Regions from separate parts of the Sus scrofa genome. Here region 1 is linked to region 2. A link is a contact called in public promoter capture Hi-C data. All regions are on one chromosome and are shown on one strand. The core of a region is the stretch at or near the end of the contact, and the rest is flanking DNA. Distances in the headings are between cores, read along the strand shown. Region 1 holds the start of SUSD2 (sushi domain-containing protein 2). Region 2 overlaps UPB1 (beta-ureidopropionase).

The links. Promoter capture Hi-C pulls out the DNA fragments that hold promoters and counts their contacts.
Region 1: a contact with region 2 is called in a promoter capture Hi-C map of liver, with 2.4 times the contacts expected there. The contact joins the promoter of SUSD2 here to the enhancer-like site in region 2. A contact is called at or near these places in 1 of 5 promoter capture datasets (liver) and 7 of 47 Hi-C or Micro-C datasets (alveolar macrophages, fetal liver, fetal skeletal muscle and 4 more).

Annotation. Positions count from the first base shown.
Region 1 is chr14:49,680,754-49,686,367 of Sscrofa11.1, forward strand. SUSD2 (sushi domain-containing protein 2) reads right to left here and starts at 2,990. Exons shown (of 16, transcript XM_013983126.2): 1 at 2,837-2,990; 2 at 1,264-1,471; 3 at 991-1,142; 4 at 401-568. The coding sequence starts at 2,975. CABIN1 (calcineurin-binding protein cabin-1) reads right to left here. Exons shown (of 37, transcript XM_013983138.2): 37 at 5,443-5,614.
Region 2 is chr14:49,555,245-49,560,243 of Sscrofa11.1, forward strand. UPB1 (beta-ureidopropionase) reads left to right here. Exons shown (of 10, transcript XM_001929254.6): 7 at 1,950-2,031; 8 at 2,991-3,033; 9 at 4,103-4,257. Among named protein-coding and RNA genes, the nearest start is that of UPB1, 25 kb to the left of the region's middle. Within about 2 kb of position 2,112, at least 12 of the 83 cell types and tissues checked have an H3K27ac peak or open chromatin away from gene starts, as enhancers often do. A contact at or near this core is called in alveolar macrophages, liver and omental adipose tissue, where this site is marked.

The sequences.
Region 1 (5,614 bases), core at 1,740-4,239, 130 kb after region 2:
GTCTTTGGTGCTCAGAACAGCCTGGACAATGGACAGAAGTATGGACAGATGTCCTCCCACAGGCGGGTCTGTGCTGCAGGGTGAGGGAGACAGGCCTGGGGCAGCCAGCCAGGGGCTCAGGGAGGATGGGGCGGGGCAAGCTTTTTCTGTTTCCAGGACAAGACTTGTGTCCAAGAGCTGAGAATGTCCATACCTCCCCCAGAGCTGGTGCCCAAACAGCCAGGGGACCCAGCCTCCCTGTGCCTCTCCAGCTCGTTCCCCTTTATGCCTGCAGTTTTCTTGCTCAAAATCCCCACCCGGCTCTGCTCCCCCTAAGCTGTTATCCCCTCTCCCACCCCCAAACTCTGGTCCCCACCAGGCCCCGCAGAGGCGGCCTGGAGAGGCGCTCTGCTGGCCTCACCCGTCTCCTCGTAGCCCCAGAGCTCGACAGTGATGGAGTTGGTGGGCAGAGCCGAGGTGTTCCAGGTCAGGGTGAGGTTGCCCAGGGTGCCTTCCGTGCCGTAGTACTGCCAGCGGGTCTCATTCACCAGCTGGCTCTTCTCCGACTCTGATACTTTACTGGGATGCACTAGGCAGGGGAGGTGAGGGGTGAGCACAGGCCCGGGGCCCAGTGTCCAGGGGAGGAAGCCCAGGGCTCTTAGAGGGTGGGGACCTTCCAAGGCAAAATGTGACATTCTCATTGGAGCGATGGTCTCCCCAGACCCTCAGGACAGGAAAGTCAGGGCCAGCAGAGGTGGGGCCCTGCCCTCAGTCCTCCTGGCTTCCCCTCTCCCGCTGGCTGAGCCCACCTCTCAGCCCCACTCCCTCTGGGAGTTCCAGTGCGGTGTGGGTGCCAGCGGGTGGGGAAAGGAACTTGGGGAACCTGCACCCCTGTTGTCGGGCGGGCCTCCAGCAGGACTGGTTCAGCCAGAGCGGGCCAAGTGTGCATAGATTAGAGCTGGGGAAAGTCCCTGCGGAGGACCCGGGCCTGGACCAGCTTGTTGGGCTCACCGGCCAGCCAGTTGCCAGAGCGTGGGAAGGAGCGGCCATTGTCCATGGAGAGCGTGAAGGGGATGCGGCCAGTCTCATAGAGCAAGGGCGACACGCAGTGCACGCGTCCCGAGGGGTCCACAAAGCCGCGGGTCTGGATGCTGTCCTTAAAGCTACGAAGGGCAGAGGCAGGAGAGGCTGGGCCGGTGAGGGTTGACTGTCCCTCAGGCTTGTAGCCTCCTCCCCAGGGAACCCAGCCAGCCAGTGTCCCTGTCCTGGGTCTGGGCCTCTCACCTGCAGATCACACCCTCGGTGGGGTTGGACCAGTTGAGGTGCTGCACCACAAAATCCTTGCCGCCCATCACGGAGCCTGAGTAGGGAGAGACCTCCAGGCAGAAGCTCTGGATGTCCGAGCAGCAGCTGGCCAGGCCAAAGCAGGTTGGGTGGCAGGAGCACGGCCCATCCCGGACTCCACAGCGGTGGGAGCAGCTCCCCTGGGCACCTGGAGGAGAAGCCCTTAGTGCCTGCTCCGGGCACCCCATGCACAGGGCCCACGTCTCCGTCCCCAGGGGCAGGCCAGCCTGGAACTGCACTGACCACTATGTGGACACAGTGGAAATGCCCAGGGCCCATGGATGGGGTCATGGTTAGTCCAGTTGGCCTGACTGGCTAGAATGAGAGGGCATTCAGGTAAATGCCTCCTGACATAAAACTTTTCAGGAGGAGCCCTGAGGTGGGACTGACCCTCAGCCACCAAGTCCTAGACCTGAGAGCCTCCTCAGATGGCTGTAGGTGCCTGACCTCTAGATGTGGGCTGGGGACCTCTCTCTACCCCTGAAAAGAATCAGTGCACCGGTGGCCTGGAGAGGGACCCCAGCCTGGCTTGCTTGGTCTGGGGACTGGGGCTGTGGCTACTGAGAATCCCACTGGAAGCCCAGGAGGCCCTATCTCACTCTGCTGGGTGGTGAGGGTCACCAGTTATGGCCTGGAAGGGAGCCCACCCCTCTCTTAGGGGAGAGGAGTGTCAGACCCCACAGAGGTCAGGGGTCTGACCCAGGGGAGAGGGCAGGGCCAGGATAGGGGAGAGGGTGATGGGGGGGTGCTGCGGGGGGTTGGAGGCACTCCTAATCTGGCTCTTCCCTGCCACCCCCTAAAGGGCCAGTCAAGGGCCAGGCCTGGGCCTGAGTCACCACTGCAGCCCACTTCACTCAGTGCAGGGCTTGGCACTCAAGAGCTTCAATAAATATTTATTGACTGAGGATGAGATGGCTTGAGGGATTAGGGGAGGAGGCCAAGGGATGCCGGTAAGTGAGATAAGTGCCAGGAGGGTGTTGGTGCTTCCCTGAGATGGGAGATAGGCTGGGGAGGGGGCTAGGGAGCTGGGGAAAATCAGCTCAGCCCAGCCCAGCGCAGTGGAAGGGCCAGGGTCCTGGCTCAGGAACTGAGTGCAGCTCCGGGAGGCATGGGCCTTACCCTGGACTTTCTGGGGTCCAGCCCACCCTGAGAAGTACCCACAGCCCTACACCTGGCCAGGCAGGGGGCCCAGTGGGGGTGGGGGCTCCTCCATGTATAAACACACCCTCCACAGGCTCGAGGTGTGGGCCGAGGCTCACACGGCCTGGTGCCCTCCCTCCCCCACCGCCTCTGGGCTCCCAGCCAGTTTAGGGTGGGCACGGCCTGGATCCCCCTCCCCACCAACAGCCCCTTGATCCTGGGCTTCTGAGAATTTCTTCTTACCACCCCCGGTAGCGTCAGATGGACCGACAGATGGACAGAGGCTGAGGCCAGGGAGGTTTAGCCTGGGTCTGGCTACAGCAGGCAGACAGACAGAGTGACAGGGGGTCAGAAGGGCAGGGTGAGGGCATACCTGCTGCAGGCCAGGGGCCTGGGCCGGGGGCTGTCGCCAGCAGCAGCAGGGCCCAGAGCAGGAGGGACAGCTGCATTGTGCGGCCTGTGTCTGCAGCCAGCGCAGCAGTGGCTGGGAGGTGGCGGCGCTCCCTCCCCATGGCCTGGCCCCGCCCCGTGCTGCAGCCCCGCCCCGCCCCACCCTGTCCCCTCTCAAAGTCCACAGGTGCCGGATGGGCTAGCAGAGCCCAACCTGCTCCGTTAGCACATTCCTGGCCCTCCAGGCCTGCGACACAGGGGAGGGAGCTGAGCGTCCTGGAGCCGGATGTCCGGAGGCTGCAGCTCAGGCCCTGGACCCCAGCCACTTTCCCCGCCCTCCTCTAGGGGGGCAGGCGGAGCTCCCACAGGGGATGGGATACTGCCTTGGGGGTGAGGCAGGGTTGTCCTTGAAATCCCAGGATTCTAGCGCCACCCCTCCCCCCGCGCCCCGGGGGCCCCAGGCCAGAGGACTCGTACCCCAGCTTCCCTGCAGGTAGCGGTATGCCCAGGTCCTCCCCACAGCCTGGCCAGGTGAGGAAGCAAGTACTTTTGCACTGGGGCCTGCACTGTGTGGGTGCTGGTGGAGGGCGCCCTCCTGGGGAGGGCGGGAGCTGTCAGACATAGCTCTGCAGGGGATCCCCCTTGAGGGAGGAGGGGAAAGCAGAAGAGGGAGGGGCACGGCCCCTGGCTACTTAACCCTGGAGTGGGATGGGGGTGAGATGGGGAGCTGAGCCCAGGATACTGGTTTCCCTTGGAGGGACTCCACTGGGCTCCTAGGAGATTCCATTAGGAAACAGGCTCAGTCAGGCTCCAGCTGTGCCTCTGCCCTGGGCTGGGGACCAGGAAAGGAGCCGCCCAGCGCCACCGCCCAATGCCAGCACCCCTCTCCTTTCACTGCAGAGTTTGCATAATCTCTTGTTCACCTCCCTCCCACTAGTACAGGTGAAGAAACTGAGGCCCAGACAGCAAAGCAGGGAGGGGCGGTGAGGTCTCCCTGGAGATGGTTTCTGCAAGCTCTATAGCAGGTGGGGTGGGAGTGGGGTGGGGAAAGCACAGGCCTGGGACTCAAGTGGGCCCTGCTACCTAGGCTGGGGGTCTGGAGAGGCAGACAGCCCTCTCCCCAGTGGCAGTTTCTCAAGGAGACAGGTTCCTGGACCCCTCAGTGGGGCATGGGCCTAGGTCACTAGGCTGTGACCAGCCTTGGCTGTGGGGGGTCAGCCAGCATTTTGCCCTGGTCACCGCCCCTCAGAGCCGGCTCTCTCACAGATGGCTGGGCTAGTTGGGAACCACAGCTCCCAACTGCATGACTGAGCACCTGGGGTACCCTTCGAACAGGTACCCTGGGTGTGGGCACTGAGGCCTAGCCTGGGGGCTGGTGCTGGGACTCACCTGGGCCTCAGGGCTCAGGAAACGAATGTTCCGGGTGGGTCTGAGGTGTCCTGCGTCCAAGTCAAGAGGGGCTCTAGGCTGATCCCAGGAAGGGGGTGTGAGGGCCTGGGGGAAGGTAGCCATCTTTTCACAGCCTGCACTCTGTTGGTGCCTTAAGAGGGTTGGAAGCAGGAGTGCAGCGTGTGGGCCCTGGGGATCTGCTGGGTAAGTGCTGCCCCCTCAGCCTCTGTAGCCATGAGACGGGCCTGAACCAGGATGGGTTTGGTGCTTCTGGGTTCCCAAAGTGGCTCTGCCAGACCTAGTCTGGGGACCCTGGTGGTGCTCAGCCTCTTGGGCCTTTCTTCCTAGAGGGTCCAGCCCATGAGGGCAGTAATGAGGATCTCTGCCCCCATCCTGGACAAAATGCCGTTCAGGGGAGGCTCCAGCCGTGGGGGTGGTGGCCAAGCCTCACAGCACCGAGAGGCTGGACAGTGTGGAGGGTGGGCTGGACCTCTAGAAACCTATGCTTCCCCACACAAGATGGGCTGGGAGCTGGGACAGCAGGGCTAGCATTAAAATGGTTGTTTTGGGGGGTTTCTGTTCTAGTGCACCCAGTAAGGGATCCGGGGTCTCTGCAGCAGCTTGGGTTCAACCAGAGGCCCGGTACTGTGCTTGGGTTAAGGACCTGGTGTTGCCACATAGCTGTGGCACAGGTTCGATCCTGGCCTGGGAACTTCCATATGTGGCAAGTGTGGCCAAAAAAACAGAAAAAAAGCATGTGGAAGTTCCCGGGCCAGATATTGAACCTGCGCCACAGTGGTGACCCAAGCTGTTGCAGTGACCAGGCTGGATCCTTAGTCTCCTGCACCACAAGGAAACTCTTAAAAATTCTTAATTTTTGAACGAGGAGCCCCATGTTTATGTCTTGTGCTGAGCCCAATTCCCTTGGCTGGTCCTGTCAGAGGGGGAGTGTAGTAGGAGGTTACCCCCGCCCCAGTCCAGGGTTCCCATCACACTGCGGTGCAGGCCAGTCCCCAACTCGAGGGACGGCTCTCAGCCCTCTGCTCCCTCCAGGCCTGGCTCCTGTCTCAGTGGGAAGGGTTGCCCTCTGACCACCCCCTCCCAGGATGCCTGTGGGCCCGGCCCTCCCTGGGCCTGGGTGAGGAAGGTCAGGGGCCCTGGACATGGGGTCACCTCCCCGGGGCACAAAGAGGCCAAGACAACTGTTCCATCTTTATTAGAAAAGCAACCAAAAAAGGACCCTCGCCGCCATGAACCAGGCAGAGCCTGTGGAGCGTGGCATGGCCACCTGGGCTGGGGGCGGGCACATGTACAAAGTCAATGCTTCATAAAAAGGAAGCAGCCTGCTGAGCTCACATGGCCTGTGGCTGGG
Region 2 (4,999 bases), core at 862-3,361:
TGTGGGCTTGGGTCCCACACTCTGCACCCTCCCTGGAGAATTGCCAGAAAGATGTTTTATGGCATTCACCCTGCAACTGTCTGTTTAATTCCTGAAAATGTCAGTGTTGGGCGTGTTTCTGTAGAAATCCTTTCTTCAAAGTTTTGTCAGCTTGACTTAGCAGCTGAGGGGAGAAAGGCAGCAAAGTGAGGTCCCTCAATCAAGACTGTGGGGTTTTTTTTTCCCCCAAAGTAGTGAATCCTCCTGAGAATTAGACTTGTGACAACCACCCCCCCACCCTTTCCACCTACTCACTGGTTTCAACCAGGTGCAGGCTGACAGGAGGAAGGTTCCAAGGCTCTCTCTGCTCCCAGCACTCAGTGTTTCTAAGTGGGCATCACATCTGTCAGTCCAGAATCCTAATGAGATTGTTCCCCAGACAGGAGGAGATAATTAGTGACAAGAAGGCCCACCGACTTCCATGGAGTGTTTTCGTTGGTGGGCTGGAGAAGAACACGGTGTCCAGTTGGGGTGAACTCTTTTTTTTTTTTTTGGTCTTTTTAGGGCCACACCATGGCATGTGGAGGTTCCCAGGCTAGGTGTCAAATAAGAGCTGCAGCTGGGAGCCTACACCACAGCAATGCCAGCTCCGAGCCACATCTGTGACCTATACCACAGCTCATGGCAATGCTAGATCCTTAATCTACTGAGTGGAGCCATGGATCAAACCCACATCCTGGAGTTTTCATCATGAATCAGTGGTTAACGAATCTGACTAGGAACCATAGGGTTGTGGGTTCAATCCCTGGCCTCGCTCAGTGGGTTAAGGATCTGGCGTCTCAGTGAGCTATGGTGTAGGTCGCAGTCGCAGCTTGGATCCCGAGTTGCTGTGGCTGTGGAGAAGGCCAGAGATTACAACTCCATTCAACCCCTAGCCTGGGAATCTCCATATGCCGAGTGTGTGGCCCTAGGAAAAAAAAAAAAAAAACAAAACAGCCAAACCCACATCCTCATCGATAATAGTTGGGTTCTTAACCTGCTGAGCCACAACAAGAACTCCAGACTTTCGGACTGTATTCTGTCCTTGGTAGGTGCTGGACCAAGGAGGCCTGCAGCTCAGCTCTGCCTTATGGATGACTCCTCCCTGGGCCAGTGGGAGAATCTGGGGGTTCAGGAGAGGGAAAGAGGGGATGCTGGGAAATGGGGGCTAGAGAAGGGGAGGTGATGTCTGTGCAGTGGCTACCCTGCTCTCAGCCTGAATCCTTTCCAGGTTCACTCTGTTTCAACGTGAAATCTCCCCCTGTAGAGACCGCTTTGCGAGGCAGCACAGCAGGGCAGGGATTGGGGCGGGCTGTGAGAGCCTCTCAGGGCTGGGCTCCAGCCCCCAACCCCCTCTGACATTTACCAGGTGAGGCTTGGCCCAGCCTGGAAGGTGGGTTGCAGAAGCATCATCCGCCTGGTCCTATAGTCCTCACAACCTCCTTTTGAGGACGTTTCAGAGAAGGAGACTGAGTCAGGGTGGGGCCCTGACCCAAAGCCGCTTCTGCAGCTGACCTTCTCCAAAAGGCTGCTTTGGCGGAGTTCCCATCGTGGCTCAGTGGTTAACGCATCCAACTGGGAACCATGAGGTTGCAGGTTCGATCCCTGGCCTTGCTCAGTGGGTTAAGGATCCGGCATTGCTGTGAGCTGTGGTGTGGGTTGCAGACGAGGCTTGGATCCCGCGTTGCTGTGGCTCTGGCATAGGCCAGCAGCTACAGCTTCAATTAGACCCCTAGCCTGGGAACTTCCACATGCCTTGGGAGCGGCCCTAGAAATGGCAAAAAAAAAGGGGGGGGGCTGCTTTGGCTTGACCATGGGAAAAACTGGCCAGTCTGTGGGTCCTCCTGGCCATCCCCACCACAGGCCTGGAGGCTGCCAACCAAGTCTGGCTAGGAAGTCAGCAACCTGCTTCCTCCCCTCCTCTCTCACAGTGAGTCCCTGTGGCCAATCGAGGCCAGAAATGCAGCCATTGCCAATCACTGCTTCACCTGCGCCATCAACCGTGTGGGTGAGGTGAGTCCCTGAGGCCTGCCCGCCTCCCCAGACCTCCTGCAGGGGAGGGAACAGAGTGATAAGCTGCTGCGAAACCCCTGCTGGTGGGGGCCCAGCCTCTTCACACTGGCAAAAGCCGCAAGGGAAAGAACTGCTATTGCTGTGGAGCTGCTGGGGCACCGGATGTCACACCTCCTCTTCCCCTCCCCCTGCCCCTATGCCCCACCTCCCAGGATCCCCAGAAGGGGACAAACAGGCTTGGCCTATCACTTTGAAAGGTATCCCTGTCCTTCCCCTGTTTCAGTCTGTTCTTGTTTTCAGCTGAAACCTCTTTGAAAGGCTCTCCCCCTCTCCTCCCCATTCCCAAGCTCCCAGGTTCTTCTTTCCCCTCCCGTTGACCTCAGGCATCAAATGATTCTGACTATAAACACCATGTATTTATTACATAACAGTCCTCTTCCTCATTCTTGCTAATCAGATGTCAGACTCTAATCAGAGCATCTGAACAGTCTGAGATAACCAGGGTTTCCATCCTGAGTAGGTCTAATTTCTGGCAGGGTAAAGAAACTTGGAGTTTTTATCGGGCTGCATAATCCCAGCCCAGCTGGACACACAGTTTCTATTAGGCTTCAGGAAGCTATTGAAAGCTCTGTGCGGACACCTTCTTGCTGCCTTCACAGACTCCAGGCTGGGCTCTATGACCCCTGCAGATGGATCTCAGCCGCCCTGTGCACCCCTGAGAAGCCCTCTCTGCTCTTCTCTCTGCTCTCTTTGCTCCCAGCAGGTCATCATTTCCTGGGTCTCCCCTGGCCGCCCATTGTCCCTAGGCTGGGCTTCAGCAGGGCCTTGGACATGTCCTGTTGACTGCCCAGTGCAGGCCCGTCCTCGGCTATTTCCCAACTCCCGTGCCCCAGCCTGTGGTCCATGGACGTCACAGTGGTGCCCCCTATAGGGGTAATTATCTTGGTTTTATTTGCCAGGAGCGCTTCCCCAATGAGTTCACCTCTGGAGATGGGAAGAAAGGTATGTTCCCGGACTTTCCCTGGGGCTGCATTTGAGGAGTGGGCCCCTGCCTCCTCAGGGGCGGGTCTGCCCAACACACCCTGTCTGCACAGCTGTGCTGGTGTCCACCTCATTCCCCACGCGAGGGTGAAGTAGTGATTGTATCAGCCTCCACCCCTCCCCGGGACTGGGGGGAGGTGCGTTGAGGTTGGGGAGTCCATTGTGAGTGCCCCGAGATGGGGGATGGCGTTATCCTTCCTACAGACCCTGCTTCCCCTTGCTTCTTCCTCGTCAACACCCCTCACCCCAAGGCTGTGTGGATGCCCCAGAACCCAGCACAGTTGCCTTGGGTTCTTAGAATCCATAGATTGTTTTGATCTGAGGGCAGGTCCCACCTCACCTCTGTTAGGAAACAGCAGGGAACTCCTTTAACCCCCTCTGGCCTGGAATGTGGAAGAGGACCACCCCCCTCACCAAGGAGATGTCTGAATTAGCTCTCAGTGTCCCCTGAAGCAGAGGGGGCAGAGAGGGTCTGTCTCCCAGGAAATGACTTCCTGAAAGGGTTCCAGAATCCCCCGCCCCCGCCCCCCCCCCCCCCCCGTACCTTGAGGCCCAAGAGGTCTCCAACCTACTTAGCTCCCTTCAGTGAAGCGAGCCTGCTGGCACCTGCTGTGTCCAGGCCCCTCCTGGACCTTGCAGGGTGCCCACATGTCACCCCCTTTATTGGAGAGGGGACAGAGGCATGGCGGGGGTGAGGGTGACACAGCTGGCAAGGCTAGTGCAAGCAGAGTCTGAACTCACCGTGCGAGGCCCCCACAGGAAGCAGGTCACACAGGAAGCCCTGCAAAGCCACATGATTCCTGGGCCCCGGGTGGCAGACACTGAAGCCAGGGGCCAGTACCTCTACAAGGGTAACCTTTAGATAGGTTCCCAGGGGCAGAGGTGGGGGCATTGAGGGTGACTGGGAGCCACTGGGCAGCCGCTGGGGAAGGTGGCGTGGACCCTTCGTCCTGGGCGGCACTCTGTCTCGCCTCTCTGCAGAGTCACCCGTGTCTGCACTGCTCACGGGCCTTCCTGTGCTCCTTCCCAGCTCACCAGGACTTCGGCTACTTTTATGGCTCGAGCTACGTGGCAGCCCCTGACGGCAGCCGCACCCCCGGGCTCCCGCGTAACCGGGATGGGCTGCTGGTTGCTGAGCTCGATCTCAACCTCTGCCGGCAGACAAGTGACATCTGGGGCTTCAAGGTGGGTCCCGAGTCTCCTGCTCCCCGAAGTGGGCCTGTCCTGCTCTCAGCACTCCTGGCTTCAGGGACAGTGCATCAGTGGGGCAGAGGGCCAGAGCTGTGTGCAGGGCGGGAACCACAGGGTCCAGTGGTGCCCAGCCAGCAGGCCTCAATAAATTCTCCACTCATCTGATTTAGATTCTGGGTGCCTTTGAGCAAATTAATCTCAATTTCATTTGTCTCTGGAGAATAGAGTGGATTGGCCTCTCTAATCCTTTTTTCCTTTCCAGGCCTTTGCACTTATCACAAGATAAATGTGCATGTCTGGCTCTGCCTGTGGCCAGACCCCGAGTCTAGGCCTTGACAATGGAGGGAAGTGGGTCAAGGAGAGAAAAGGAATCCAGACCTGGCTCTGCCATGGCCCTGCAAGCCCCTTCTGCTCCTGGTCTTAGTACTCCCATTTCTGAAACAAAGGGCCTTGGAGACCAGACCCCGGTGACACCACAGGAGTATAAGTGCCCACCTCCTGGAATGAGGCACTGGCAGCCATGGCCTGGGTGCCACCTCCCTCCCCCTCAACCCCATACAGCATCTCAAGGACACAGGCAGAGCTTGCTATGTTACTGTCCAAAGGTATTTCCACCAACTTGCCCCCATTTACAAGCAAACCATACAAATGCACATCTCCATTGTCAGGCGGAATAACTCTGCCCAGCACGTAGGGCAAGACTAAGATTACAAATCCAGCCAGACGTGGGCTCTAG